Linked DNA regions of Mus musculus: region 2 is linked to region 1. A link is a contact called in public HiChIP or PLAC-seq data. All regions are on one chromosome and are shown on one strand. Each heading gives the region's core, a stretch centred on a gene start, on an enhancer-like site or on the middle of the called end of the contact. The rest is flanking DNA. Distances are from core to core; before and after follow the strand shown. Region 1 holds the start of Atat1 (alpha tubulin acetyltransferase 1). Region 2 holds the start of Trim31 (tripartite motif-containing 31).

Region 1 (7,877 bases), core at 1,710-4,209:
CAGTGCATTACTTACTACATAGTCATCATTTTGGGGTAATTTCTGGACCTTGATGGCCATCCCTAATTTTTGCTCAAAGGTGGACCATTAGGAGCATGGCTTCTCCAAAACTGGCAGATTATAGGATGTGTGCATGAAATGAATTGGTGAGCGAGACAGAGAGCAGGAAGGAGCCCCTGTGAGGGTTTTGTTTTGTTTTTTGGGGGGCTTTTTTGGCTCTTTGTCTTTTGAGACAAGGTCTCTCTGTAAAGCCCTTGCTGTGCTGGAATTCACTCCACTCAAAAGCACAGACCCACTTGCCTCTGCCTCCCTCGCACTGCTGTGCGCCACCACTCCCTAGCTCTTCGTCTTTGCTTTGCTGGGCTTTTCTTTTTCCGGGAGGGTGGGGGTAGCACTTGCTGGCCTTGATCTCAAAGATAGTCTTCTGCCTCCTGTGTGTTGGGATTACACCTAACAAGATGTAGCCAAGGCTGGCCCTAACCTCCATTCTTCTGTGTTCCTTTTTCATCAAGTTCTGATGGGTTGTGCTACCACAAAGGGCTGTGTTGGTGTAAGGGGGACACACTTAGCCTACAGAGGTCTTGACCAGTCCCTCACACATTTGTTTATCTCTCTCCTGCAGAATGTGAAGCTCTTGGAACAGTTTGTCTGTGCACACACGGGTATCATCTTTCACGCCCCATACACAGGTTAGCTTGGCCCTCCTGTTATGACTTCTATAGTTTTTCCGTGGAGCTCCTTATTATGGGGTTGGGAGGTAGACATTCCTTTGATAGCTCCTATAAATAATAGCACACAGAAGTTTTTGTTTAATGAGAACCATCATTACGATAAAACAGTTAAATGTAGACAAAAGACTAAAGTTTTAGAGCCTCCCTGTAGGAGTGAGGGCTGTCTAAATGTACTTTAAAAGGTAAAGCGTGCCTTAAACTGTGAGTTTGGGGTCAGCCTGGTCTACATAGTGAGTTCCAAGACAGCCAGGGCTACATAGACTCCGGCTCAACCTTTTTTTTTTTTTTTAAAGGTGAACAGCTTGCTTCCTTGTAAAGTTTTCCACCTATCAGTCTATAAATTTGTGTGTATGTGTGTGTGACAGGGTTTCTCTGTACAGCCCTGGCTGTCCTGGAACTCACTCTGTAGACCAGGCTGGCCTCGAACTCAGAAATCCGCCTGCCTCTGCCTCCTGAGTGCTGGGATTAAAGGCGTGTGCCACCATGCCCGGCGATATGTCCCTTTTGTCAGAGTTTTTTTGTTGTCAGCCTACAGAGTGGAGCTGGGAATAATTGCTACTCTGTCACATTCCCTAATTTGAAATCACTTCTTATAAGATCTTTTTCTGTGGATTTTCCAAGTCAGCCTTAACCACATTTGTCATTGAGTCATCTTCTGGCCCATCTGTAGGCTCTGTCATTCCATGACATCTCTGTAGTGGCTGGACATCCAGGCAGATACAGGTCAGGGCCCTGGGGCATTAAATGGTCAGCTGTCTCTGTGTAGAAGACTTGCTGCTGTGTGGGACGCTGTCCAGGTTGACGTTTCTCTCCGTAGGGGTCTGTATGAAGCAGCACAAGAAGCTGACCCAGGCCATCCAGAAAGCCAGGGAGTGTGGTAAGTGAGAGCAAGGGGCAAGGGTTTCTGAGGTGCTTACGTGCTCCCATGTCTATGAGAAAGTACTCAGCAGACTCCTAGTTTTTCCACGTTGGGTGAGTTGCTGGACTCGGAAGTAACAGCTGTAGGTTCCAGGCTACTAAGAGTACATATTGAGATGATCTTTCAGGAAACACAAGGAAGGAACATTCCTTCTTCAGACTACTCTGTCTCCTGAATCTTGACAGTCTTGTGTTTCTTGGTTCTGACCTGGCTTATACAGCACCTTTGCACGGATGAGTGAGGAGGGAGAGCCCATGCAGTGCCCTGCCTGTTCTCTGTCTCCTTGGCAGGGTGTGCTGTGTATGCGCTGCTGGAATGTGCTTGGTGGTTATGACTGGTCCCTCGACTTGTAGTGCCTTTTTCTTGTCTTGAGTCTGACCTGCCCTTCCTCATCCACCATTATTTCCTTTAACCCCGTAGGTCTTCTCAGTTACTACGTCCCCCAGGTTGAGCCCCGGGATGCTGACTTTGGTACTGTGCATGGAGCTGTCAGTGTGACTCCACCAGCCCCCACACTGTTGTCAGGTGAACCTTGGTACCCATGGTACAGCTGGCAACAGCCACCAGAGAGAGAGCTGTCTCGCCTTCGCCGACTCTATCAAGGAAATCTCCTAGAAGAAAGTGGCCCGCCACCTGAGTCGATGCCAGAGATGCCCACTACACCACCAGCAGAATCCTCCATTGAGCAGCCAGGCTCCCAGAGTGCTTAGAACTTGTGACCTGGGGAAGTCAGACCAAGGGAGTACTGTCTAGGGCTACGTGGTATCCTGTGTCCTGCAAAGGGTTCTGTTTTGTGACAGTGGCAGACCCTATAGGGAACTGGCTGGCATGAAGAGAACAAAGCACATTTGACGTTGAGGGGGACTAGATGTTTATGGGTAACTGGTGAGGACTTACATATAAACTGGAGACTCTTGTGTATGCCCTTGATGGTGTGTCCCTGATTTAAACCTCCTGGCTCAGCTTTTATACAATAAAGCTGTGTCTCTTCACCCGTTCTTGACTCCCTTTGGGCTGTCTGTTCAAAACGTGGGTGTGAAGTCTATGAGGTGGGGTGGGAGTGTGGTCTACCCGCAACTCCAAGGGGTGTGAGACTGGTTCTTCTGAAGGTTCCCTCAGCTGTTCACTGGGAGGGCAGGATACTTGGTTGCCCTGGCATCTCAGGGGCACAGACCTACAAAAGGAGAACTGTTGCTAGAGAAAAATGGGGTTTCCCAGGCACTGTGAAACCATGGTGGGGGCGGGGCGAGCCCTCGGGGCGGGTCCTAGAGATAAAGACTTACCGGCCCTCTTAGCGGAAGTGACGTTGTGTGGGGCGTGTCTGGTCCCGCACAATGGGCCATGGAGTTCCCGTTCGATGTGGATGCGCTGTTCCCGGAGCGGATCACCGTGCTGGACCAGCACCTGCGGCCTCCGGCCCGCCGACCCGGAACCACAACGCCGGCCCGGTGACATTTCAAACCCGACCCATGGCCCTTCTGTCCCGGTTCCTCTCCAAACCTGATCCAGGAACCACGCCCCCTTCTCACTGACTACTGGCCATTTCTCCTGCGGTCTTACTTGTGTTTTGGTGACCTTTGACCCTGGATCTAGCCGGGTTAATAGACCTACATCTGTAACCTTTCACCATCTGGCCTAATGTGGCCTCAACAAGAGGCTATAGTTGACCCGCCCTTCCTACCGCGTCACAGTAACCTTAACACGGGAGCTGTGAAACCAAAGCTTGGGATCTGGAGGGGTGAGGTGAGGTGGGAGGTGAGGAAGAGTTCCAAGCAAAGTCAGAGACCCTGTGGAGGAGCCTGGGTGGGAGCCAAGCAGGCTGCCAGGAATGACTTACACGATGCTGTAACCTAGCGAGTGTCTGACCGGGCCCCTCTCTCTGTAGTGTGGATCTGCAGCAGCAAATCATGACTATTGTAGATGAGCTGGGCAAGGCTTCTGCCAAGGTACGGGGCGCCTCTAGGAGGAGGAAAGGGAGATGGGTGGCAGATAAGGAGCCAAACAAAGTAGATCTTCATCTCTGCAGGCGCAGCACCTCCCTGCACCCATCACCAGCGCTTTGAGGATGCAAAGCAACCGGCACGTTATTTACATACTGAAGGACACCTCAGCCCGACCGTGAGTCTTACTGTCATTATTCCCTGTGAATCAAACTCTTCTTACCTCCCTTTTACAATCTCTCCCAGACAGTTGCTCCTGCCTGGTTCATTATTTCCCCCATCCCACAGGGCAGGGAAAGGAGCCATTATTGGTTTCCTCAAAGTTGGATACAAGAAGCTCTTTGTACTGGTGAGTGTCACTGCAAACTAGCCATTTGTAAGCACTGGTGTCAGAGAAGAAATGGGGGCGGGGTGGGAGACAATGAAGAAGATGCATGGCTCCTAATGAGTATGTGTTCTTGACCTCTTAGGATGACCGGGAGGCTCACAATGAGGTAGAACCCCTTTGCATTCTGGACTTTTACATCCACGAGTCGGTGCAACGGCATGGCCACGGGCGAGAACTTTTTCAGCATATGTTACAGGTACCCAACAACCTTTACCGATTAGTCAGAATAGATCTAAAAGGCTCTTCACCCCGAAGCTCTAGGAGGCCCTGCTCCATGGCCCACAGTTGGTCCCCTTTTCTCTGTATTCCCTTACCAGGCTCCCAGTATCCTGCTAGCATGCTCCTCCTACAACCCCTGCCCCCAAGTTTTCCGTTTTCCTGCAGAAAGAGCGAGTGGAGCCCCACCAACTGGCCATTGACCGACCATCGCCGAAGCTGCTCAAGTTCCTGAATAAGCACTACAACCTGGAGACCACAGTCCCACAGGTTAGAGGCTCTGCACCAACCCTGGAGACGCCTGGCTAAGTTCTACCTCGGGTTGTTTCCATGTTGTTTTAGACTTACCTCATTTTCGTGTGTTTGAATGCTTTGCTCACATGTATATACATGCACCATGTTCATGCCTGTACACACAAGTTAGAAGGGGGTGTCAGAACGTGGGAACTGGAGTTACAGATGTTTATGAGCCACCATGTGGGGGCTGGGGGATTTGAATCTTAGTCCTCAAGAGCAACCAAGCGCTCTAAGCTTCTGAGCCACCTCTCCAGTCCCTATTTTTGTTTTTTCAAATAAGGTCTCAGTGGGTCACCCTGGCTGTGCCGTACTCACCTTGTATACCAGGTTGGCCTTGAACACACAGATCCATCTATTTCTCGCTCCAGAGTGCTAGGATTGAAGGGATGCTCCACCACCTCAGCTATACTTTTTATGAGGACTTTATGCCTGAGCTCTGTATTGACAGCACTCCTATCCCTCTTTCTCCCCCTCCAGCCCCTCCCGTGTCCCCCTCTCCCACTATTGTCTCTCATTATTGTTGCATGTACATGTGCACAGGTATATAGATAGGCTAAATGCATATATAAAACCCTCTGAGTCCCTCTAGTTTTGTTTATATGCACCCATCTCCAGGGCTCCACCGTGGGTTTTGTTGTTGTTTTGGTTTTTGGTTTTGGGTTTTTTTTTTTTAAAGATTTATTTTATATATGAGTACTCTATCTGCATGTACACCTGCATGCCAGAAGAGGGCATCAAATCACATCATATAGATAGCTAATGAGTCACCATGTGGTTGCTGGGAATTGAACTCGGGACCTCTGGAAAAACAGTGCTCTTAGCCACTGAGCCATCTCTCCAGCCTGCATTGTGGGTTTTTAAAACTGGATCTCACTAAATATCTCAGGCTGGCCTTGAACTCACAGTGACACTCCTTCTCTACCTCCTGAGTAATGGGGTCACAGGTATGCCTTGATGCCCAGCTGTTCTGTGTTTGAAAGACGCTTGCTATATACACACCAAACCTCACTCTCCTCAAATGGATGATCCTCCTGCCTCAGCTTGCCAAGAGCTAGGATTAAGTCATGATGTCCAGTGTGATTTATTTTTGCAACTAAATCTTTTTTCTCCTTACTCATTACATATTCTAGAAGCATTCATCCTGTCTTTTGGGGAGCTTTGCTTGCTTGTTTGCTTGCTTGCTTGCTTGCTTGCAGGCTTTTTGAGGCACAGTCTCCCTCTGGAGCTCTAGCTATCCTGAAACTCACTATATAGATCAGCTAGCTTCAGACTCTTGAGAGATCCGCCTGCCTTTGCTCAGAGTGCTGGGACTAAAGGCAAGCACCACAAAGGTCACCCTGCCTCTACCTCCAGAGTTCATCACCACACCTGGACATTGGCTGTTTACTAGACCTTATTTTATCCCCAAACACAACAGCTTGTTTCTACCTTGTTCTCCCACAAGTCCATTACATTAGTCATCATTTATGGAAGATCCAGAATAATAGACATTCCAGGCCTCAGGAAGCTTGGTTTATCATGGGACAGTGATTCTGTGAGTTTAGAAACACATTACTAATGCGTTCAACAACTGTTTATTGTGTATCTGACACTGTTGTGGGCACTAGGAATACTTTACACAACCAAACAAAAGAATCCAAATGTGGAACCAGACAAACAACTTATTCTAGGGCCAGGCAAGGGTGGTGCATGCCTTTGACTCCAGCACTGGGAAGGCAGAGCTCTGTGAGTTCATGGCCAGCCCGGTCTAAATATTGTTTTCTGGGGCTTCTAGGACCCCCTGGAGAGGCCCTGTCTCAAACAAACAAACAAAAAACCAAAAGGCATGCTTTACTGTTGATAAGTGTTCTGAGAAAATGAAACCAGTGCTGGTGAGGGAGGGGCTTACAGGTGCGAGCGAGTCAGATATTGGCAGAGCTCTCAACAGAGCTCTCAACTGAGAGGATAGCTCATTTGTGCGAGAGCATGAAGGAAGTGTGTGGAGGCACAGTGTCCCAGAGGAGTGATGGCCAGTATAAAAGGCTGTGCAGTGAGAATATGCCCACAGCAGTGTGACCGAAGGAAAGTAGTAGGTGAGAGCTAAAGCCAAAGGAAGGGAGCACACGGGTAGGGCCACACAGGTCACCTGTCTCCTTCACTTTGCTTGCTGTGCCAAACAAACAAGCCATAGAGGGAGCCAGGGTGGAAGTTCAGAAGACGGATAGGAAAGCAGAAATTCCTGATGAAAGGGAGTCAGGGACAGACCCAGGGGCAGCAGTAGAGGTAGGAAACGGTGGCATCTGAGGGTAAAACAAACATAATTTCCTTATGGAATAGATGTGGGAAAAATAGAGTTATGATTGGACCCAAAACAATAGGAATAGGAAGGGTGACATTGCATGATATAGGTAGATTGGCTTTCGGGAAAACATTTAGGAGTCTTTTTTTTTTTTTCTTTTAGATTTTATTTATTTATTTTATGTATATGAGTGCAGGTAGTTGTGAGCCATCATGTGGTGGCTGGGATTTGAACTCAGGACCTTCAAAAGAGCAGTCAGTGCTCTTAACTGTTAAGAAATCTCTCCAACCCCAGGAGTCTTGTTTTGACTGGTTTGGAAGTACAGGCTAGCTTTGAACTTACAAGAAATCTTCGTACCTCAGCCTCTTTAATCCTAAGGTTATTAGGAGTGAATCACTATGCCCAGTGTTGGAGTTGATTTTTAAAGTAGTCAGGAGTTTGAGACTAGCCTGGGTTACCTGAAATGCTGAGTCAGTTAAAAAAAAAAAAAAAAAAGGCAGTATTAATCTCAGCACTCCTGAAGCTGAGGCAGACAGATATCTGTGAGTTCAAGGTCAGCCTGGTCTACAAAATGAGTTCCAGTCCAGAGAAAGATTCAGAGTGAGACCTGTCTCAAATAAAAATAGTAGAGAATGGTGGGAGAGGCACATTCTTCACACTGGACAGGTTAGCCCAATTACATGGACATGTGGAGCAGCTGGCCCGTAAGTAGTACCAGCAGATGGCCTGTAAAATATTAACATTGGCAGGTATCCTGTGAACTCTGTTTAAGATGTGTATGTATGTATGAGTACCTACATGTATGTATGTGCACCATGTGCGTGCAATGTCTGCAGAGGTGGGAAGAGGGCCCTAGAGCCCCTAGAATAAAGACAGTTGTGAGCAGCCGTGAGGGTGCGGGGAACAGAGGTGATCAGAAGCACAGCATTTCTTTTTTGTTGTTTGTTTTTCCGAGGCAGGGTTTCTCTGTGTAGCCCTGGCTGTCCTGGAACTCACTCTGTAGACCAGGCTGGCCTCAAAACTCAGAAATCCGCCTGCCTCTGCCTCCCAAGTGCTGGGATTAAAGGCGTGGGCCACCACCACCCGGCTTATATCTATATGTATTATA
Region 2 (7,877 bases), core at 1,929-4,428, 990 kb before region 1:
TCATTTGCCTTAAGGCCACCAGCCAGATGTGCTGGTGCACAAGTAGGCAATCTCAGCACTTCAGGAGGTTAAGACCAGGCTCAACTACTTGAGCCACCATCTCCACAAAAGACAGACAATATGACCATTGAAAACCCAGGGTAAGGGTGGAGTTCAGTTGATGGAGTGGTTGCTTGGCATGGGTGAAGCCCTGGGTTCAATCCTCAGCACTGTATAAACTGGGCATGCTATTATAGCCCTGTAATCCAGCACTGGGAGAAAGACAGAGGCTTGGAAATTCAAGGCTATTCTTCTCTACAAACAATTTCTAGCTTGGGCTAGATCAGATTCTCTGTCTAGGAGCTGGAGAGTGAGTTGTTTAGACCACTTGCTGCTCTTGCAAAAGACTCAGATTCAATTCCCATAACCCACAAAGTATCTTATGCCCTCTTCTGGTCTCTACCGGTAGGTACCAGGCATTTATCTGGTATACATATTTTATGTTAGCAAAGCATTCATTCATAAACAATAGATCTATAAATAAATAAATAAATAAATACATAAATAAATACATAAATAAATAAATAAATAAATAAAAGATTGTCTTAAATGTCAATGGGAGAAAACCACAAACAAATGAATGAAAGAAAGATAAAGAAAGAAGGCTTTTCAGCTTAACTGCCTTCATAACTGAATTTTCCGTGGATGTAACAAAAACCAGCCAGCCAAGTCAACAGCATCTGGGAGATGGTGATGGCATTCCCAGGGGGCAGGGTCAGCATTTGGGATGTAAACCAACCAACAAACGAATAAAATAATGCTTTCAACTCTTCCAGAATTCCGTTCCTAGCATCTGTGTAGGGCAGCTCACAAGTGCCTGTAATCCCAGTTCGTCTGGTCTTTTCCAGTATTCACACGAATGGCTTTTACTCATATGCAGACACATACATATACACACATATAAAAATAACAAAAATAAAACTTTTTTTAAAACATGCAAACAAAATGAGGTGGAGATGTTCAATGGCGTCATAGTCTCTGTCGTTTCTTACTGTGGGAGTCTCTAGTTAGAAAGGGCTTGGGTGAGCCAGTGTGTGGGTGTTCTCTACACAGCCTGCTGTGGGTGGAGGAGCAGAAGACCTGGCACAGCATTCAGGCAGTAGTTAGCACAGCTAGGGAGCTTGGCTCGGGAGCACGGCTCAGGCACCATACACCCTCTGCCCTGCCCCTCACCACCACGTCAGCAGGATTTTATTCCTGCTTGCTGTATAAAGGAAGGCTAGGAGCTTCATCAGCAATGCCTCAGTTTCCCCAGAAGTGTTTGGAATGAGCATTTCTTACCCTGAACGCCCAGATTGCCCCTTCACCTTGTTTTTTCTCTTCAATTATTTTCTTGTCCTTTTGCCCCAAATCTTGGGCCTGTGACTCAATCTGCACCTGTAAGGAGAGGGTGCTTCAGCCAGGCTCTGACTCTTGAGAGGCAGGGAAGATGTTCCAGGGTACTGATGTCATTATTAGCAGTCCTCCCTGGCCCCCATCTCTCGATAGGAACAAGGAGGTGATGGAAAGAAATGGAACTTTAGTGACTTGAGAAAATACTACTAATGATCATTTGGATGGCGCTTTGGTATTCTCAGGGGAAGACTTCTCCTCATCCGTCCTATCACATTCTTTAAGAGATAGGTTTCATCTGCCTCACAGAGAGGCAGGGCCAGGACCAACCAGGGGATGGAGCTCTGTGGTAGAAGAGCACTGGCTTATCTGGATGTCTCAGGCTCTGCTTTGTAAGTTAGCAGTGGCTGGACTTGAATGAGACCTTCTGAGTTAAAATTTGCACTTAACAAAGAGCACACATGAGCTGGCCCATAGTCCCCACTACATATGTATCAAAGAACCACCGTGTCTGGCCTCAGTGGAAGGGGATGCGTTTGGTCTTATGGAGGCTTGATACCCCAGAGATGGGGGATGCTAGAGGGGTGAAGTGGGAATGGGTAGGGGGCATTACCCTCTTAAAGGCAAAAAGAAAGGGTGGGATAGGGTGGAAAGATCATGGAGGGGAACCAGAAAGGGTAATGTTTGAAATGTAAATAAAAAAAATAATTAATAAAAAATTATGTTTAAAAATTAGTACATTATTAATTGTGTGTGCAAGTTCAGCAGAGTGCTATGGTGTGTGTGTGTGTGTGTGTGTGTGTGTGTGTGTGTGTGTCTGTGTTTATGTGTATGAAGACAACTTTCAAGGGTGAGTTCTCTCCTTTTATTTTGCATGTCCCAGGGATCAAACCAATTTTCTCCTTCTACTATGTGGGTCCTTATGGTCAAGACAGGCACTTTTACCCTCTGGGTCATTTCGCCTGCCCCTAGAGTACTATTCTGATTCTTCGTCTTGCTTTGGTTACAGACTGGCATTTTCTAGAACTCAATTCTTTGAGCCCACTGGACCTGGCTATAAATGGCCAACTCAAGTACAAAGAGTACAGCAATGGGTGTCAATCAACTGGGGCCTCCCCAGTGAACTCTACTCTGCTGGGCTGGGGGCAGAGAAGGGCCCAGGTGCCTACCTTGTAGTTCTGGGCAGCCTCATCTATCAAGGTGACATTGTGAGACTTGTGGTCCTTGGAGTCACGACACACCACACAGAGGAATGCCCCATCCTGCTCGCAGAAGTAATGTAGCTTTTCCTTGTGCCTCTGACATCTTGAGTCTTCCTTTTCTGCTTGGATGTCAGCAGGATCCATACTTTGGATCTTCTCTGCAAGACTAGCCAGCAGCTTATTGGGCCTGAACGTATTCTTATTCACAGAGAGTTTGCAGAGAGGACATTGGATCTTTTCTGACGTTTTTCCAACCTGACTGATACACTGCAGGCAGAAGTTGTGCCCACAGTCAATGGTGACAGGATCTTGTAGAATTTCCATGCAGATGGGGCAGGTCACCTCCTCCTGCAGTTGGCAGGCCAGAGGTTGGCCTGCCATGATGGAACAGCAGGGCTAATCTGAGATGTGAAAGTACAGAAATCCAAGGCCTGGTGCTTGTAAGAGAGAAGGAAGCAGGAGGCAGAGGTTGAAGAGTATCTCAGGGAGAGGATTAGAGGAGAATGAGGGAAGGGGGGGTTAAATAAATAATGACAGAAAAGAGTCAGCGATAAATGGGGAATATTCTAAAGAGAAGAAAACAGATGGTCAGTCCTCTCTCCCTGTCTCTCAAGAACAGAAACCGAGAGTGCCTGCTGCCTATAAAGTAGAGCAAGACTTCCTGGACCTTGAACTAATTAAACATATCTTTCTGAAGCAGATTCAGAGAACAGAAAGACGAAGTGACAAAGTCCACTCAGGTGTAATTGGGGAGTGGAACTGATCGCTGGCAGCCCCAGGAAGGCTTGTTACCACCCCAGCAGATCTCTCACTCCCAGACCCTGCCTTCTGTTGGGTATTCCTTCCTGTCTCTGGTACCCCAGCATCTTTGAGTCATCCTTTGTTCTGTTTGGCCTGTCTGTTACTTCCTCTGTCTCTGTACTTCTCAGATTCCCCACCTACCCACACACACACACATCAGCTTGCCTGACCTGTGGACTTTAGCTTGACAAGGAAAGTATCAGCCAGGGTCACCGACATTTCCATTAGTAGCTCAACACTTCTTAACCCTTCCTCTTGCTCTTTTGTGCCCAGGAAGACGGTGCTCCCTCCTTCCTCCCTCTCCATCCCCACTAACCTCTCCTCTCTTCTGTTCTGTCATTAAAACCCAAACTGTTAATTTTTAAATAAAAATGTTTTAGATTTGTGTATTTTAATTTTACTCACATGAAAGTTTTGCCTGCACACACACACGCACACACACACACACAGAGTTAGTATTAATTGTATGCAAATGGTATGGGACCACCCACTGGAGCATAGGCCACTACAATGCCACAACCCCAGAAACTATCAATTGCCAATAGCTCCTCAGTGTGAGGTGGGGCCATATGAACCCTTTCCTATTTAGGTTGGAAAGTTGACTGGCCTGGTCTTATACAGGCAACCAATGTGTTCATAGGGCAAGGCCATTGGCAGGTCACACAGGGTGTGGAGGATTTTATGGCTATAGCCCCAACAATAGTTCCTTGTCATTTGCCAGGGACAGTCTTGGCTTTACCTTTGTCCCCTCATAAATGTCAACAGCCCTTCCTTTCATTCTCAAAAGTATCCACTCATATTATAGAGGTTACTTTGATTACAGCAACTACTGAAAGCTGAACACTTTCAGAAATACTACACCTACACTTCTCAGCCTTTTGGCTAAGATCAAGTGTAGAAATACCAGACCTCAGGCCTGTCTATTTCATTCACTTTAAGGTTGAATTAAAGCAAATATTTTTGTAAGGTTTTATAACTTGCATTCATACTCAGCTGTCAGATCTAGAGGTAAAATTTAATTTATTTTAAATTAAATCATTTCTTTGATTTAAAAAATTTATCTTCAGTATTGCTATTAGTAATTTTTTTATGTGTATAGGTATTTTGCCTGGATGTGTCTGTGAACCACATGCAATACTCATGGAAGCCAGAAGAGGGCATCTGGGTCTCCTGGAGTTGGAGTTACAGAGAGTTGTGAGCTGCCCCTTGGTCACTGGGAATATAACCTGGTTTCTCTGGAAGAGCAGTCAATGCTCTGAATCATCTCTCTAGCCCCCAGAATTTAATTTTCAGGCAAGTTTTGTTTTGTGTGTATTGTGCTTAAAAAACAATGACAAATCAGAATACGCTGATGAGGGTGCCTCTTTTTTTTTTTTTTTTTCCTTTCTTTTTTGTATATATTATTTCACTTACGTCTCACTTCTAAATCTTCAATATCTGTTGTTCAGGGAACTGAGCATGTTTCAGGGTCACCTAGAATGTGTAAGACCCAAGGCACAAAGACAGACATGCATGAAATCCCAGCACTGGGAAAGTAGAGACAAGAAGATTAGGAGGCTGAGTCCACACTGCCCTTACAGAGGGCTATTTCTCCCCAGCCCCTGTTTAGAGATTTTTTTTTACATGGATTTGGGGCGTTTTGACTTTTGCCTCTGCAGAAAACCTTAAGTTTTTCTGCCAAGTACTGAAGGTCAATGACTTGTATATTGTTAAATCCCTATTGCAATGCTAAGGTGCATTGTGAGACTTTCTTTGGAGATGCAAATATTTTATCAAAGTCAACAAGAGTTCAAAGGGTCCTGTGTACTCATGAAGCTCATCTGTCAATCAACCCCTTAGTAATGTAGACTGTAGGGGCGGGAGAGGTGGCACAGCGGTTAAGAGCACTGACTGCTCTTCCAGAGGTCCTGAGTTCAATTCCCAACCACATGGTGGCTCACAACCAACCGTAATGGGTCTAATGCCTGTTTTGGTGTGTCTGAAGACAGCAAGAGAGTCATACATTAAAAAAAAAAATCTAGAATGTGTTTTTTTCATTTGAATTCAAACTTTAATTCAGTGTTTCTCAACCTGTGGGTCTTGCCCATCAGAAAACACATATTCCCAATGGCCTTAGGAACTGAGACACTGCTCCTCCATAAAATTACAATTATAGCAACAAAATAATTTTGTGGCTGGAGGGTCACCATAATATGAAGAACTGTATTAAAGTAAACTGTATAAAGAACTGTATTAGGAAAAGTTGAGAACCACTGCTTTAATTCAATAGGTTACTATTTTGTTAGGAACTGAAAGACTTTATTTTCTTTAGAAAAAAAAAACGTTTATTTGTGTGTGTCTTGTGTCTGTGTATGTATGTGCATGAATGCATATGTGTGGGCGTCTGTGTATGTATGCCACATGTGCCTGTGGAGCTCAGAAAGATGAGTCTGATGCCTTCAACTGGCCTAATCTGCGGTTGTGAACCAGCTGGTATGGGTACTGGGAACTGAACTTTAGTTGTCTGGAAGACCAGCAAGTGTTCTGAACTGGTGAGCCATGTCTCCAGTTCAAGATATTTTGTTATAATATAATAATCTATCATTTTTCAATCATTTATCATTTATCAATTTTCTATCAATTTTTGATGTCATAATAACCTCCACTGAATTTATTGAGGAATGTAAGAAGTAGTTGTATCCCATGATACATACACTGCACTCCTGAGAAAGAACCTTTTAGACTAGACACAGATGAGACTGGTTTATCCACAGATTTACGGTGTTTCTCATCACAGGTCTTCTGACTTTACCCTTTAGTCCCTGGTGTCAGGTGAGTTATCAGCAGGCATTGTGGAAAAGCCATTTTTCCATGGAGCCACAGTTGGCACTAACCCAATACACACTCACCAGATACCTTAGTAAATGCAAACCACACAGGCCCTCTTTAATCGCTCGTACTCTGAACCCCAGATGCCAATCATTACAAGGAAAAGCGTTGGGATGAACCAGCAAAAGTAACTATGAATACATTTCACAGGACTGGAGATGGTTTAGCGATTAAGAGCACTGGCTGAGCTGGGCAGTGCTGGCACACACCTTTAATCCCAGCACTTGGGAGGCAGAGGCTGGCAGATTTCTGAGTTTGAGGCCCTCCTGGTCTACAGAGTGTGTTCCAGGACATCCAGGGCTACACAGAGAAACCTTGTCTCGAAAACAAAATAAAAGAGCACTGGGTGTCTTCTGGTGTGTCTGTAGACAGCTACAGTGTACTCACATACATAAAATAAATGTCACACACACACACACACACACACACACACACACATATATATATATATATATATATATAACAAATTTTACAAAAATCAGATGACTGTGTGAACACACAGTGAATGCCCATCTAGGGCCTTAGAAAACGCAGTGCAAAAGTGAGCACCTTGGCTGTGGATGCCACACACAGCCACGACATAACTCAGCTCTTGCCGAGCTCCTGCTTCTGTCTAACTCCTCCCCCTAACTTACTCCCTGCACTTGCCAACTCCTTTCGCTTCTTCTCTGGACCCAGTGAGTTTGAAAGCTCATATATTGCTCTATTTCAAGGAAGTGTATAATAGCATAGCCGTATGCTTTTGTTGACACAGGTGTGTCTAACAAGTCAGATGATCCTACCCATTCCACTCAAGAGGTAGAGATAGACATATCTCTTCACAGCATCTATAGCCCAGATGTCCACACTGCTCCATCTGCTGTGTTTTTTGGATGTCTCCTAAGACTGTAAATAAGGATTATTTATCTAGTGAATGACTAATTACCTCAATATACTTTGTGCTAATTAGATTTTTGTTTGTTTTTGTTATAGTGATAACACTTACAATCTATTCTCGTGCACTTTAAAAAGACTGTGACCACCACAGCTTTGGACCACAGCTTCCTGACTGTCTCCCGGATGATGAGATCACAGGCATGTTCTACTATCCGCTGATTGATTTGGGTTTAATATTATTGCTGTTGTTGCTTTTGGAGATCAACCTGTGTAGCTCAGGCTGGCTGGCCTCCCACTCACGGTACAACTTAGAATGATCTTGAACTCCTGTCTTTAATTCCTTCTTGGTCTGGGATCACAGGCACAAGCCACCTCAACTTGAGTTCGGTTTCTCATGCTTTGCCCTACTCGAGACCTCTACTGAATGTTTGAGGTTGTCCCTCCAGGCCATCAGGTAGAATTCAGGGGCTCCTGCCAAGAGCCCTCCATGTCTCCTGAGTCCCAAGAGCTACCTCATTTTTTCCGAGATCTGTATGCTCAAATTTAGAGCCTCATATCTTTCTGTGGTTTTCCTCATATCTTTCTGTGGTTTTCCTAAGTGCTCTCTGGATTGTGTAGCTCGGTATTCAACATGGTGGCTGGCAGTTCCCCGGAGCTGGTGTTTACATTTTGGACAGAGGATGGGGCTTATCAAAGGACACAATTGCAGAGCGGATAGGTTTTCTCACAGATACACTCTCCTCCTTGGTACAGCCTCAG

The links. HiChIP or PLAC-seq counts read pairs in DNA pulled down with a chosen protein or histone mark.
Region 2: a contact with region 1 is called in an HNF4G HiChIP or PLAC-seq map of pancreatic cancer cells. The contact joins the promoter of Trim31 here to the promoter of Atat1 in region 1.

Annotation. Positions count from the first base shown.
Region 1 is chr17:35,905,150-35,913,026 of GRCm38.p6, reverse strand. It overlaps Atat1 (alpha tubulin acetyltransferase 1), which reads left to right and starts at 2,959. Exons shown (of 13, transcript NM_001142744.1): 1 at 2,959-3,098; 2 at 3,536-3,596; 3 at 3,677-3,768; 4 at 3,879-3,939; 5 at 4,061-4,174; 6 at 4,363-4,464. The coding sequence starts at 2,992. It overlaps Mrps18b (mitochondrial ribosomal protein S18B), which reads left to right. Exons shown (of 7, transcript NM_025878.2): 5 at 623-689; 6 at 1,549-1,608; 7 at 2,071-2,647. The coding sequence ends at 2,360. It overlaps Gm16279 (predicted gene 16279), which reads right to left and starts at 3,292. Exons shown (of 2, transcript NR_167681.1): 1 at 2,934-3,292; 2 at 2,507-2,824.
Region 2 is chr17:36,893,431-36,901,307 of GRCm38.p6, reverse strand. It overlaps Trim31 (tripartite motif-containing 31), which reads right to left and starts at 3,178. Exons shown (of 8, transcript NM_146077.2): 1 at 2,541-3,178; 2 at 1,321-1,416. The coding sequence starts at 2,954.